2 separate regions of the Sus scrofa genome follow, and region 1 is linked to region 2. A link is a contact called in public Hi-C data. All regions are on one chromosome and are shown on one strand. The core of a region is the stretch at or near the end of the contact, and the rest is flanking DNA. Distances in the headings are between cores, read along the strand shown.

Evidence for each region. Hi-C and Micro-C count contacts between places; a contact is called where the count stands out from the background.
Region 1: a contact with region 2 is called in a Hi-C map of skeletal muscle, with 5 times the contacts expected there. The contact joins the promoter of REEP6 here to the promoter of AP3D1 in region 2. A contact is called at or near these places in 2 of 47 Hi-C or Micro-C datasets (liver and skeletal muscle).

The regions. Positions count from the first base shown.
Region 1 is chr2:76,987,390-76,990,333 of Sscrofa11.1, reverse strand. It overlaps REEP6 (receptor expression-enhancing protein 6), which reads left to right and starts at 1,320. Exons shown (of 6, transcript XM_021084238.1): 1 at 1,320-1,687. The coding sequence starts at 1,573. PCSK4 (proprotein convertase subtilisin/kexin type 4) reads right to left here. Exons shown (of 15, transcript XM_021084236.1): 2 at 40-144.
Region 2 is chr2:76,427,155-76,429,854 of Sscrofa11.1, reverse strand. AP3D1 (AP-3 complex subunit delta-1) reads right to left here and starts at 1,412. Exons shown (of 32, transcript XM_021084197.1): 1 at 1,059-1,412. The coding sequence starts at 1,154.

The DNA of each region.
Region 1 (2,944 bases), core at 71-2,570, 560 kb before region 2:
CTGAGACCTCTGAGGAGGCAGTCTCATGGCCAGGCTCACCTTGGGGTCTTTCTTCAGGCGCAGGCGGTGGCCCCAGTGCGGAGTCAGGGAGTGCTGGACCACGCCCCGGTGCCGCAGATGGAAATACTGCCCGTCAGGGAAGATCTGGGAATGTAAGGAGCAGATGGCTGGGACCTGGCTCCCCTGATGGAGCCCCTTCCAAGACAGGGGCCAGCCCGCCTGCTTTACATCCTCCCCCAACCAGGTGCTCTCTGGAGTCCCAGAATTTGAAATTGGTCGAGGCAGAGGTGGCCAGGGGCGAGTCTTTGATATCTGGGGAAACTAGGGAGTGCCCTCCTATTTGCCAGGGTTTGGAGTCATCCAGTCTCTGCCCCCTCTCTTCAATACGGAACCCACCTGCCCCAGGTTGACAAAGCCGAATTTGCGCGCCAGGCGCTCGGCCTCCTGGTAACCCTGGGACACCCGTACGGCCCAGCTGCTCACATAGATGGGGGCCCGGGCCAAGGCCCACCCCACAGTCACAGGGCCAACGAGCGCCAGGCCCAGGACCAAAGTCAGGCGCAGCCAGAGGGCAGTCCGGGCGGGCAGCATGCCAGCGGGGGCGGGCCCGGGGGCGGGGCCTCACAAAGCCCCTCCTCCTGGCCAAACCGCCGAGATGGCCCAAGTGCCCGCCCCGCCCCTGGAGCCATAGCAACCTCTGAAAGACTTCAACTCCCAGGGGGCCTTGCGGCTCCCCGACCTCAGGGGCGCGAAGATCTGACAGCAGGTGAGGGGAGACACATGCAACTGGTCTCCTGCAACCTCAAACCTTTGGGAACCTCAGTCTCCCCATTTATGCAATGACCTCAATTCTTCTGACCCAGAGGAGGGGGTTCATGGTTGCTGTAATTGATCCCACCCAATATTTGGTCCCGCCCACTTTCCTATACACCCCTCCCCCAGGAATAAGCCTTGTCTCCTTCCAAGTCCAACCAGGATTGCTCCTTCGAATAAGTCCCGCCTCCTCAGTTTAGCCCCGCCCCAACCCCGCCTTCATATTCCGTCCCTCCTTCTTTATGTGCGGCCACGCCCCTTCTCTGTTTTCGCTATTAGTATCTTTTCTCCAATCCAGTTCTGGCCTTTATCTGGCCCCTCCCTCTAGCTCCGCCTCCCTCGGCTCCACCCACAACGGCTCAGCCAATAATCCCTGGCCATGACCCCGCCCCCCCAATCAGCTACGTCCCGCTCTGTCTCGGCCAATCGGCGCCTTCAGCTGCCGCGCCCCGCCCTCTTCCCCCAAAGTCGCGGCTGCCGCGGCCGCGGCCCGCCAAAGGGCAATGCGGCGGAGGAGACGGGGCAGGCCCCACCTCCTTTGTCCGCCCTGCCCTCCCATTGGCCAGAGCGGGGGGCAGAAGAGGGAGACCATCTCGGGGGCGGAGACCAGCCCGGGGGCGGATTCGGGCCCGGGGGCGGATTCGGGCCCGGGGGCGGAGCCGTGCGGCTTGTGCCAAGGGAAGGCAGCGCGCGGGCTGCACGGCCGGTGTGCGGGCCGACGATCAAGTTCAGGCTGCCAGCCCCGGGCCCGGCGGTGCCATGGACGGCCTGCGCCAGCGCTTCGAGCGCTTTCTGGAACAGAGGAACTTGGCCACCGAAGCGCTAGGGGCGCTCGAAGCCAAGACCGGTGTCGACAAGCGGTACTTGGCCGCGGGTGAGCCGTCGGGGGGAGCGCTTGGGGCGACACCCCCTTTTGCCAAAGAGCACTCTGAAGCCCTGGGCCACGAGGGCCTCAGGCATGCCCCCTCCGGCCGGCGCCGGCTGCGGGGTCTAGATAGGGCGGCGGGGCGCGCCCACAGCCCAGCGAGGAGACTGAGATCCTAGGGAGGGGTCATGGACGAGGACCTTCGTTCTGCCCTCAGCCCCTCTCTGCCCCAAGCAATGCGACCTCGGACTTGGGCCACCCCTTATCTCGGCCCCGCAACACCCCCACTCGAGCCATCAGGTCTGGAGGCTGTCCTCTGCCCCTTCTTTTCAGGCCCTGGGTTCCCGCCAGGCAGAAGTCCGGTTCTTCCAGTTGTCCTGCTGGTCCCGGGGGAGGAGGGGGCAGGAGATAGCCAGTTCCCTGCCAGTGTCACCAGCCCCTTCCCTGATGGATCCAAGCCTGGAAGCAATTGTAGAGATCTTCTTTTCCCAGAGAATGCTCCAGACAAGGAGGGGAAGAGTCACTCCCACCTCCCCTTCCTTTGTTTTCCTGCTAGGATTCCCCTTCTCTCCACCCAACCTTGGCCTGGCCTCTCCCTCCCCTGCCTGGAATTGGGTTGCTTGACCGATGTGGTGGGTTTAGAGAAAGGTTGGATGGGGCCAACAGAGAGGGAGATCCAGCCACCCCTAATTGTCACTCTCTTTCCAGTCCCTCCTCTGCCTTTCCTCCTCAATGACCTTGTGGGGCTCCTGACATCCTCTGAAACACTTCCCTCTCCTCTTTTTCTGTACTCCAAGTCCATCTGTTTGTTGCCACCCGTTCCAGGAAGCCCCCCAGAATGAATCACAGGACACTGTTTGGACACTAGGGGGAAGGGACCCTAAGCGAGGATGTGCACATGTTTTGAGCACCTGTGTATAGATCCCGAGAGTCTGCTTTCCTCCCATTTCTCCACCAACTGGGGATTCCCATGCTGGGCAGCCCAAGGAGGGTCCGAAACCTGCCCCCTGCCCCAGGTTCCTGGTCCCCAACTCATGCTGACTCAGCCAGGAACCTGCCCCTGGGAGCCAATGCTTGACCTCGTGTCTGCCTTTTCACATCTCTGATACCAGTGGGTGGGGAATTTAGGTCAAAGAGCACTTGGGAGGGGCCCTCTGGGGATGCTAGGGGTTCACAGGAAGGAAACTGAGGTTCGGGGTGACAGGGGCTGCATGGGAGCATCCACTCCCCCAACCCCCACAACCTTTCCCAGGGCTCCATCTGTTG
Region 2 (2,700 bases), core at 163-2,662:
ATGTCAGCGAGGTCACACCCGTTCTGAAAAAGTGTAACAAAGAGGCAGGAACTCAGGCTCCTAGCAGAAGAACAGAGCTGGAGCCTAGGGCCCTTGGTGCCTCCTGGCAAATTCCTTAACTTCTCTGCACCTTCCTCTCTGTAATGCTGGGCTTGCCCGGCGCCATTGTGAGGAGGGCTAGGCGGCCTCTGGCACTAGGATCGGCACAAGATCATACAGCTGCTCTCCTTAGGGCAGCCTCTCCCTCCAGCAGGGAAAGGGGGACTTTCTTCCCTGTCCCACTGCGTAACTGTAGGCTTGGGCCTTCTTCCTTGGAAGCCAGCAGCCCGGTGGTCACTAACTCGCCCAATTCCTCCTAAATCTAGGTCACAGGTTGGGGGGATGGGGGAGAGATGAAAATGGTGCCCACGATTGTACTATGATTTCTGGAAAGCGTTTTCCTTCCTGGCTGTGGAGTTTCTACTTGAAGTCGGCTTCTCCCTTGCAGGACCCCTGAGGGGTTTCCTTATTTTGGCCTAGGGCTTCCGCTGTCCCCCCATCGTTGCCCCCAAGAGTGGCGGCCTGGCCATCTTCCAGGGGCGGGGTGGGAATACCGGCCCAGGAGGCTAGGCCCAGTTCCAAGCCGGGCACCAGGGAGCGATCTGGACTTGCGTTAATCCCATAAGGGGTTCCCTCTGGGGGCGACCTACGGACAAGGTCCCCTAAACAGGAGCCCAAGACCTGGGGTGGGGTGGGGGTCCTGCACTTTGAACAAGAAATCCAGAAACATGCTCAAGACGGGAGAGCCGCCGCTGGGCCAGTGGCACTGGGTGTGTGTGACGACACTGCCAAGCCTCTTCCGGGGCTACCCTCGGGGAGGAGGAGGCGGGCCCCCACCGCCGAGCGGGTAAACTGAGGCTCGCGGACGGAGCGTGCGTAAATCCAGGGCGGATAGGCAGGCGGGGCTCAAGCCAGGAGCGGGGCCTCTGTCTGGGTCCTGCCGGGTAGGACCGATTCGGGATCGAACGGGGTTGGGGTCAGGGCAAGAAGCCCGGCCAGGTTCAGCGCGCCGGGCTCACCTCGTCCTCCTTATGGTTCCGGATGCCGCGCACCAGGTCCTGCAGATTCTTGTCGAACATACGGTCGATGCTGCCCTTGACCATCTTGAGAGCCATCGCGGCGGCGGCCACCGCCGGGCTCGAGACTTGGGAGACGCGCGGCCGGGTGCCCTGAAGGGGCAAGGGGGCCTCGCCTGCCGCCCGTGGAGCGCTGCGCTGCCGGCCGCCGCGGTGGGGCGGGTTCTCAGGCCAGGTCGGCGGCGGTCGGCGGGGTGGCGGGGGCGGGGGCGGGGGCGGCGGCGGCGACGACCCGCTGGGCAGGCCGCGCTCCCTTTCCCTCCGGCTCCGCGCCGAGCCGCTTGCAAATGGCGGACAAGATGGCGGCCGGTCAGCTGACGGCCCTAGCAGAGTCCCGGCGGCCCGCCCCCGGGAGCCCCGCCTCCCTAGAAACCCCTCCCCTTCAACTTACTGCGTTTCCCTAACAACGCCAAGCCGCCCAATGGAAACGCAGACAACGATCACAGGGCCCTTCGGCCTTGCTCTCTACGGCTCAAGACTCTTCCCTCTCATTGGTCAGTGACATCATTAGCTCCACCTACTTCCCCGTTCAAGGTTGTAACCACGCCCCCTTGGCGTGCCCTCTCTGCCCCGCCCCTCAGCTAAGTGACAGGCGTAAGAGAGCCCAGCTGTGGGTGGAGCCTGCTATGGGCGGGGCGCCCACGTGGAGTTTCCCAGGCAGGTTCCTGGAGAAGGATCCAGCTCCGCCCTTTCTGATTGTAAAAGCTGACACTGTCTGAGAACCTCCAAATTCGACTCTGTCTCCAGAACGTCTCACAAAATCCTATCATATGGGCAGACAGGGATTAACATGCCCACCTGGAGAAGCTGAGGACCAGAGCTAGGACTTCAATCCAGTTATTCACTCAAGAAGTTTTTTTTCTTTTTCCCGCAGCACCAAGGGCATATGGAAGTTCCCTGGCCAGGAATCCAATCTGAGCTGCAGCTGCAACAACTCGGTTTTTTTGTTTTCCTTCATTTTAAAAAGTTTTATTGAAATATAGTTGATTTACAGCCTTGTGATAAACACTGAATTCTTAACCTACTGCTACGGGCAGGGATCTAACCCGCGCTGCCTCAGACAATGGGGGATTTTTAACCCACTGCACCACAGGGAGAACTCCCCCATTCAAGGAAAACTTATTGAGCACCTACTTTATGCCAGGCCTCCCTCCCAAGTGAATGAGATACAAGTGGTTCCTGCCCACCAGGATCCACCACTAAGAGAGTAAAAGCGAGCCACAAACTGTAATGAGATATTAGCAACACATGTATCTGCCAAAGGATTTATATCCACAATATACCTGAACAGAAAATAAAGCAGAACCAAACAAAAAATTCCTACAAAACGAAAAGAGGTGTTCTCATTGTGGCACAGTGGAAACGAATCTGATTAGTAATCATGAGGATGTAGGTTCAATCCCTGGCCTTGGTCAGTGGCTTAAGGACCTGGCACTGCCATGAGATGCAGTGAAGATCACAGACACAGCTCAGATCCCACATTGTTGTGGCTGTGGTATAGGTGGGCAGACAGAGCTCTGATTTAACCCATAGCCTGGGAACTTCCATATGCCATGGGTGCAGCCCTAAAAAGCAAAAACAAAAA